Linked DNA regions of Hordeum vulgare: region 2 is linked to region 1. A link is a contact called in public Hi-C data. All regions are on one chromosome and are shown on one strand. Each heading gives the region's core, a stretch centred on a gene start, on an enhancer-like site or on the middle of the called end of the contact. The rest is flanking DNA. Distances are from core to core; before and after follow the strand shown.

What was found. Hi-C and Micro-C count contacts between places; a contact is called where the count stands out from the background.
Region 2: a Hi-C map of leaf shows a contact between it and region 1, with 4 times the contacts expected there. The contact joins the promoter of LOC123433416 here to the promoter of LOC123433348 in region 1. A contact is called at or near these places in 2 of 6 Hi-C or Micro-C datasets (leaf and seedling).

Annotation. Positions count from the first base shown.
Region 1 is chr1H:315,327,468-315,332,345 of MorexV3_pseudomolecules_assembly, forward strand. It overlaps LOC123433348 (F-box/LRR-repeat protein At3g48880), which reads right to left and starts at 3,259. Exons shown (of 3, transcript XM_045115449.1): 1 at 3,001-3,259.
Region 2 is chr1H:316,151,256-316,155,682 of MorexV3_pseudomolecules_assembly, forward strand. It overlaps LOC123433416 (NAD-dependent malic enzyme 59 kDa isoform, mitochondrial), which reads left to right and starts at 1,903. Exons shown (of 19, transcript XM_045115454.1): 1 at 1,903-2,225; 2 at 2,330-2,426; 3 at 2,568-2,686; 4 at 2,804-2,971; 5 at 3,265-3,393; 6 at 3,481-3,541; 7 at 3,753-3,856; 8 at 3,930-4,013; 9 at 4,113-4,219; 10 at 4,328-4,427. The coding sequence starts at 2,073.

The sequences.
Region 1 (4,878 bases), core at 2,009-4,508:
AACATCACCGCTGATGGCTTTGGCTCTCTAATCTCTGGGAAGCTTTTGTGTGCTCCTTCTAATACAACAATTTTTTTTGAAACAAATCAAAAAGAGGCAGCAATGCATGCTATAGCTAACTTCTAAAGTAGGGAGGTAACTATAATAGTTTGTGTTTAGCTGATTTTTCATCAAAAACAGGAATGAGAATGCATAGTGCAGGTGCAGCCGATATGGAAACCTGAATGTACTGTAGGTTGAACCTAACAAAAGAGTAAAGTAATTCCCCATCCGCTTTCAATGCCGCCAACAAGATGTTGTGCTGTTTGTTACTAAGGTATATACAGTTAGTGAAGCCGTGACTTGGTAAGTACCAGCGTTTGACATGATATGAACAATTAAGGTATTCAGCTTATCAGCTAGCCTGTTGCCACAGCACACTAGCCAGTAAATATGAATCCAAAAGTAAACTCCAACCCCTTCATCAAACATGTTTAACGCCAACTCCAACATGGGAACCCGTTTCGTTCGCTTTGGTCCGTTTGGGTCCGCGAGGCCAAAAAGGCAAAAAACACGGCCCAACCGGCGGATGCAAACCCAAATTATGTCCGCTTGTTGTCTGCCTCGGCCCGCGCGTCGGCCGCCAAACCACCATCCACCGATGAAACCAGTCCACGCCCGTCCTTTTTAAGGTCACACATGCATGGGGGGAGGAGAGGGGGGGGGGACGCCCGTCCATTTTAAGGCCACACATGCGCGGGGGAGGGGGGCACGCCCATCCTTTTTAAGGCCACCCATGCGCGTGCGGGGAGTGGGGACCAGGAGGCTGGCAGCTCGTCTGGGCGACGACGCCCGACCAACTTTGCCATGGCGTCGCCAAGTATTGAGCCACGACCACGCTTTCACCTATACGTGCCGATGCACCGCTATCGTACTTCTAGGAGCATCGGGTGGCGGTGTCGTGGACCCACGTGAACCTGTCGTACGGGTGGCACCTCAACCCCGATAGGGTTCCGGTGTAGGCAGTGCTGACCTCAGACCGCGTGTGGCTGGCAAAGATCCTCCACCACCGTGCTCAACTCTCGGCCTACCTCTGGTGCGACCCAACGTATGTGATGAATTCGCCGAACTTGGGACACGTGGTTCTCCACCGAGCACAAGGAGCGCCACCGGTCATCCTTCGAGCTTGCGTTCCGTGCACCCACTCCACCACCACCACCAGTGGTGGTGAAGTAGGAGGATCAGGAGGAGGCCTACATTCCGGCCTCTAGGAGGCAGATAAGAGGGCCATCGGGGAGTCCAAGCTCAAGGAGTTCGCCAAGTGGCCTGGCCTTGTGCAGGCGCTGGCCGATTTGGCGGTCGGAATGCAGGCGAACGCACCCCCACTGCCACCACTTGCACCCGAGTCTGCACAGAGGTGGTCGCGGACGAGTAGTGCCTATGTATGTGTCGTGCCCGACCGTGTAGGTGGGCGCGACCAACGAGGAGACCGAGCAATACCTGGTGGAGGCTGAGCAGCATGCAGAGCAGCAGCAGGCAGCACACTAGTACGTGGTTGAGCAGGCGGCGCAGCCGGATGCGGCGTAGTAGGCTGCAGTGCTCGTAGCCTTCCAGCAGGCGTTCTCGTGGATAGAGGCGACGGTCTACGTCGACCTGACCAAGAAGGACGCCGACTGGATCTACCGCCCGCTGCAGGCTGTCTTTACTTTTATGCTTAATTTAATGTTTTTTAGTTTTAATTAATGAAAACTGGACTTCTGCCGTCCGTTCTTCAAAAAAATAATTCAAAATCCATCTGTCCGCGAATGCAAATGTGAAATGCGTTCGTCCGCATTGGGCGCACCTATGGGCCGGCGCACAAAAATGGACATTGGCATCCGCCTAGCCGACCCCAAACAGACAAAATCCACACCCGTTTGGGAGATTAAGATGAAAAGGTACGTATTGTACACTATGCATACTTAGAATCCTATATATATAAGCAAAACAAAGACACATTAAAAAGAGAAAGCAGCCCACAAGAGATTTCAGCCCTTTTAACTGGAGAAATGGGAAATGTGCTACTTCCACAGCTAAACAACCACCTTAAGAACCCTCCACTGAGTAACATTTTACGGTTGAAATAGCTGGAAAGAAATAACAAAGCTGAAAGCCCAAATTCATGGTTACGGTTGCTATAGCCTACTCAGAAATGTAGTGACTACAGAATAGGAAGGAAATGCAACTATAAAACTCTAGTTCATTGACAACAGAGAAGGAATACAACCTAAAAATCTCTTCAGAGAGAAGGGGTATTTGAAGAAGGTCGAATCTATCTCATTCACCACTAACCCACTGATCCAGTAACTGGCACAGGTGCCCACAAATGCAATTTTCACTGCGGATGATCCACAACACCGTGTATGCACCTGTTTAACATTCCCTCCCCCTGACCAGGTAGCCGCCCAATTTTTTCCTTGGATCAACAGGGCCCTGCCCCCGGTTCCATTTTCCATAGATGACGAAACCATTGACACAAGGTTCAGAGTTTTGCCACGCAATTTACCGTAGAGAAACAGGAAAAAAAACATAAGAACCTGACTTTGAATGAACAGATCATGCTTTCCGATAACCACGCACAAAGTGAGTTCCAACGGAGCGAGGAAAAATGAGAGAAACTAGGCGATGTCCTTCTCGCGAATCGCACGAGCAGCAAACCGACACGCGAACCGACAGACAGACAGACAGGAGCATGAATTTCGAACAATTCCATGGTTCCCATACTCCAGGAGCGCAATCCGTCAGCACCAACCGACCACCGCACCCGAGCGAACTCGTGGACGGCGGAAGAGCCAACCGTATCGGTTAATCCAGCCGCGCGAGCAGTCAGCAGGCAATTGACGGCTAACCCAGCAACGGCGAGAGGCCGGCGCGGAATCCCGCGACGGGTTCGTACCAATTACCCGCGGCGACGACTAGGGGGGCGCGAAATCGATCGGGCCTAGGGAAGCCAGGAGGGAGGGAGAGAGATGGAAGTATTACCCGAATGGATCTCCGGGGGCAGGGGGAGGAGGAAGCCGGGGCGCGACCGGCGCGGCCCCGACGGGCGCTGGCTCGGGAGGAGGAGATCGGGGCCGGGAGCTGGTTCGGCGGCGACGGCCGGCGACGAGCGGCGGAGGCTGGGTCGGGGTGTCGTGGTGGCGAGCATGGGTCTCGGTCTCCCTCTCGGCCCTCCTCGACCGGGGCGAAGAGAAGGAAGGAAGCGGAGCGGGCGCGTGCGTATTGCTGGGCGTTAAATACCGCGTCGGCCTGCCTCAGCCTGGCCGTGGTTGTTGTAACGCTGTTGCTCAATTCCCGTGGAACGGAACGATTGTTAAGGCGACGTTAATTACGTTCCAGTGATGCTGGACGCATTGGCTTGGTTTGGCTTAATCAGATCCTACGGCGTTCCCACTCGATCTGGTAACCGGACAGCAGAGCTGGGACGTGTCCTCTGGACGTGGGAACCGGAGCAGAGGGAAAAGGAACCGACCCTTTCAGCAGTCCAGCCGATGGTCTCGTCGTCAGCGGGGCAGACCGCAGAGGACAGTGGAGCGTGCGGCGAACGCGGCTTTTCCCGGACGCCGATCGCCCGGGCAAGTGGGGGACGAATATGCCTCCCTCGCTGCCGCTGCTTTTCTTTCTTCCTTCCACGCGGACGGCCGGGGAGGCCGACAAAAGGCTCTCTCCCTTCCTTCCCCTCCCCTGCGGTGACCGCCTCAGCTGTCCCTCTCTGCGACGTCACCCTTCTGCCGTCTCTCCCTCCCGTCTACCTTTCCAGGACAGATAGAAAGATTTGCCTGCCGGTGGTGAGCTGTTTTTTCCTTGCTTCTTTCTCTGCCAGATATCTGCTTTTTGCGTGATGCGTTTGATGACCTCGCCCTGACTTCCTCGGTCAGGGAAGTTCCTGTGAAGATCTCTCTGCCATGGTAGGAGTACATCGCGTGACGTGTGAGTCAAGCGAAAGTGACACGAGGGCATGATTTTGGCCAACACGTGCACTAAATGTTTAAAATCATACTACTTCACAGAACGGTGATGTGAAGATCCTCTACGGGTCTTACAGCATCTCCAGGCACGCCTCTTCCAAGCGTTTTTCTAATCATCGGCGTTAAAAAATCGTCCAGTCGCGTCCCCACGGTGACTGGTCCTGACGGTCCAGACTGAACCCAGTTCCCTGGGGCTTGAGGCGACCGACGCTATTTTTGCATGCACAAAACCTATTTGTCAACCTCTCTCCTCTCTTTCTCCTCCCTTTTTTGCTAGACCCACCATGTGCATGCAAAAAAGGAATCTTTTCTCTCTCTGTCTCTCTCCCAAGTGGCCGGCTGGGATGGAGGCGTGGCTGGAACCCCGAACCCGCCCAGGTCGTTTCTTGCGCCGGTTGGGTCCCAAACGGCGCTATTTCGGCCCCTGAGGGCGCCTAACAGCTGGAGATGCTCTTACCACTCGGCTTCAGCAGCAAATTGTGGGTCCCATCAACGAGGACCGGTCCGGCTTCTTGTCTGGGCGAAGCATCTCCGAGAACTTCGTCTACGCGGTGGAGCTGGTGCAGTGCTGTCAAAAGTGTGTCGCGTTCTTCTTGGTGTTCAAGCTCGACTTAGCCAAAGCATTCGACTACATCATGATAGGGTTGTATATTAGGGGTAGGCCTACGGACCTGCTTCCCTAGGCCTACCTAGGACCCCTTACGGACACCAATGTCCTTAAGGTCACCGGTGCAGCCTCGACCTCACTCGGTTCAGCAACCGTCACTCGGTATGCCTGGAGTAACTCGGTCACTGATACGTCCCAAACGTATCTATAATTTCTGCTTGTTCCATGATCTTTTGGGTGACAATGTTATGTGTTTTGCTACACTTTTATATTATTTTACACATA
Region 2 (4,427 bases), core at 653-3,152, 820 kb after region 1:
TTCATGAACATACGATGCTGCCTAAGTTAGATACTTTTGTTGTACTTATGAATGGAGGACCTAGCATGGATAAGGAGGATATTCGTTGGAGCGGGATCAAGCATGGAGAAGAAGGTGCACGTGCGGGAAAGAACAATGGAGCTTCCACTCGTGATTTTCGCACTTTGAAGCCACCATAAGGAGAGCATGAAGGCTTGGACGAAATATTCAAGACGTCACTTTATAAAATTTATCCATAGGCTATTATAGGTGTTGCGCCAAGTTATTTTTGGGCCAGGCCCATGTAATTTTTAAATACCATATTATAGGCTATTTTTAGAGTCCGCATGTGTGAAAAAACGGAGTTAGGGTCGGTTTTGGACCCCTCCTACAAGGGGTCACGAAGTTCCTCCTCTATTCCCCCATATATATAGCCCTTAGGGCGTCGTTTAGACGGGGTTTTTGTTTAGATTACAAGTTTGCCATAGCTACAACTTCGCGTTCTTTGTTTGTGTTCCACGACCAGACAAAGGCGTCACAGAACCCCACTTTCATCAATAAATATTTCCTTTTATATTCGCAATATCCAGATTGCAATCTTAGTTTCTTTTGTTATTGCTGGTTGGCCCGGTTCAGCACATGCCACAAGAATCTTAAATGATAGCTTGGTCAGGTATGCACATAGGTTTCCTACACTCCTATGAGGTACTAATATTTATTGTTGAGCATTACATACCTGCCTTTACTTGCTTCTCAACAACCATGCAGAACAATGTTGGTTCTCTTTTTATAGGAAAATATTACTTCGTCGATTCCGGAAATCCAAACCATGGAGGATATCTTGCTCCTTATAAAGGTCAAATACACCATGTCCCAGAATTTCATAATGAAAGAAAACCGGTGAAAAAATATGAGGTGTATAATCATGCGCATTCTTCACTTAGAAATGTTGTTGAACGATCATTTGGAGTGCTCGAAGCTAAATGGGGCATCTTGAAGGGTACCCAATTTCAACTCTCGTAGGCAAAAAAGATTATTATTGCTTGTATGTCGTTGCACAGTTACATTCGTAAGACCAAGTTGCCCGACGAGGAATTTGACAAATATGATGAAGATGAGAATTATGTTCCTGATGAGGATTTAGGAGTAAAGCCTGATTTTAATTTACTTCGGCAAAAACAATCAAAACACGAAATTTAGCAACACTGAGAGTCCGAGGACAAAAAAAAGAAAGAAGGGCTGAAAGCGCAGTTCTAGGCGCTACTAGCGCAGATTTGGGGTCGGGTCGGCGGGGCCTTTCCGAATCGGCGCGCGAACGGTTCCGAACAGTTTCTCGCAAACGCATCTGATTCGTGTCAGCCCGGCACGCAGCCGCTCCGACCACCCATTCTCCTCGCCCTAGTAGTCTGGCGCAAACACGTCTTTGGTTGTTTCTTCTTACCCAAATACTACAGTACAATTATACAAACATCGGCGTAACACGTCGCACATTTGCGTGTGCGCGTGCATGCAAAGCAGAATAGCGTGCGCGTGCAAAGCGTCCGTGGGTTCGCTGGCCTAAATCCGTCGCAACTATAGCAAAGCTGCGGCGCTCGACATGCACATTCGCACCACCCCGGTTGACATCAAGCATCCCCGCCCCCGCAGAGAAAAATAAAGTTGACATGAGGCAGGCGCAAAGGAGAGAGATCCGCACCGCCACCGCGTGTGCTCAGCAAATTCCTCTTCTCGTTGCCCGAAAGTCGCGACAGCGCCTTCACTAGTAGAGCCGCGTCCCGCCCCGCGTCCGCTGCTCCGCGCGCGACCCTCACCGCCCCCGTAGCAGCAAAGCCAGCCAGCACGACCAGCTGGCGCGGCATCGCACGTCGCACCCGGGCCCTCCTGTCCTGTGTCCTCACCGCGAGTGCCCGCACCACGCGGCGACGACGCATTCCACTCCCCTTGAAATCTCCCTCTCTCTCTCTCTCTTTCTCGCTTCGCCTCCGAGAAGCTCGGTCTCACCTCACGCACCACCAACACAGTCTTCTCCCCGCCCCGATCACCGTACCGACCGACGGACCGCGAGCGGCGCCGCGGCTGACCCAGCGTACGTGATGTGGCGCCATGCGGCGGCCCGGCGGTCGGCGCAGATCCGGCGGCTCCTGTCCACGTCCGCCCCCTCGGCGGGCGCCGGCGCCGCCGTGCGCGGCCCCTGCATCGTGCACAAGCGCGGCACCGACATCCTCCACGACCCCTGGTACAACAAGGTACCCGCCCCCGCCCCGCCCCGCCTCGCCGCCCCTCCCTCGATCCCGCCATCCGCGCGCGCCTTGGCGGTTTCCGATTTCACTTCGATTTTCGTTTCGCGCAGGACACGGCGTTCCCCCTCACGGAGCGCGACCGCCTCGGCCTCCGGGGCCTGCTCCCGCCGCGGGTCATGTCCTTCGAGCAGCAGTACGAGCGCTTCAGTGAGTCGTCTAGCCCCCACACCCTCACTCGCACTGTCGCGTCATTGTATTGTTCACGCTAGCCCCACCGGCCGTATGTATCCCTCCCGAGATCACGCCTATCTTTTTGGTCGCTAATGTCGCGAGCGCTCCGTGTCGCAGTAAACTCGTACCATTCGCTGGAGCACAACACGCAGGGGGAGCCCGATTCCGTGGTCTCGCTGGCCAAGTGGAGGATCCTTAACAGGCTGCACGACCGGAACGAGACGTTGTACTACAGGGTGAACTCCCACTGTCACACTTCCCATTGGTTGGCATGCGCGTGTCTTTTTAGTCACCGCAAGGAGGTGTTTGATGTGTGTGTGTGTGTGTGGTGCTATGGTCTGTTTCTGCTGCAGGTGCTAATTGACAACATCAAGGATTTTGCGCCCATCATATACACCCCTACTGTGGGCTTGGTCTGCGAAAACTACAGCGGGCTGTTCAGGCGTCCCCGCGGGATGTACTTCAGTGCAAAGGATAAAGGGGAGATGATGTCGATGATTTACAACTGGCCAGCAGAGAAGGTACACTTGACTATTTCGGGAACTTGATTTATATATTTTTTGCTACCAATGTAGTTGGACACAGGAGGTTCAGGTTATTCCAGGTAGCGGTTTTATGAATGCAGTATAATATCAATATGGAAATTTTAGCTGGCGTCCTATCAATATCAATGGAACACTAATTTGTTCTCTAGTTGTTTACCCTTTTTTAAAAGCCAGTCTGTAGCTATATCCATCTGAATTGCTACACAATAATATTAGTGGGTTTCCAGAGTTATGTACCTGTACTGAACTTTCTTCGTTGCTTATTTCAGGTTGACATGATAGTTGTGACTGATGGGAGTCGCATTCTAGGTTTAGGTGATCTTGGAGTTCAGGGCATAGGCATACCTATTGGTAAACTTGATGTTTATGTTGCAGCTGCTGGTATCAACCCACAGAAGGTATGTGATTTGCTACTTTTTTGGAACATAGAAAGAACATCAGTTAATGGCACCCCCCCTTTTTATATTTGTCCATTCTCCTTGCAGGTTCTCCCAATAATGCTTGACGTGGGAACAAATAATGAAAAACTCCTTGAAGACAAGCTATGTGCGTAAGATGCATTAAACACAACTTCTGAAACATTATAAAATGTTTTTTTATCTAGTTTTGTGACAAGCACAGTTGAGCATAGTCAGCATACTCAGATTAACTTGAAGTTCTACTCATTCTTCTTTATAAGGAAACAAAGTAGAAACTCTTACTGTTTGGAGTAAATGCCTGCATCATAGTGTTGCTTATTAAGTGAATATTTTCTTAGATTTAGGATTGAGGCAACCTAGGTTGGAAGGAGAGGAATACTTGGCTGTTGTAGATGAGTTCATGGAAGCTGTTCATGCACGGTGGCCTAAAGCAATTGTGCAGGTACGTGTGTGCTGCAGTCATACTTTGGTTGCTAAGTCAATGATGCTCCATTGCTGAAGTGGTGAAATTTCAGTTTGAAGACTTCCAAATGAAATGGGCATTTGAAACTCTTCAGAGGTATCGGAGCCGATTTTGCATGTTCAATGATGATGTGCAGGTACTTTGATTCCCCAACTTTGTTTTCTGTAAGTTATTAGCACTCTTTTGTTTATTTCAGTTTTAATTCATCATTTCTTGGGGCCTTCATATTCGATAGGGGACAGCAGGAGTTGCTCTAGCTGGTCTACTTGGAGCTGTTAGAGCACAAGGTCGACCCCTCGCAGATTTTACTAAGCAGAAGATAGTTGTGGTGGGAGCTGGAAGGTCCGTGATACGTTTGACATGCTTGTACAATTACCTCAGCCTATTGCATATAAACTATTGCTCGTCAAAATTCTGTTTTGTCCATTCTAACACCTCTTCAGAATCCAGTGCTGGGATAGGTGTGCTTAACATGGCTAAACATGCAATGCTAAGGATGCCAGGGACCCATAAAATTGGAGAACTCGGCGAAGGACACAATCAATTCTGG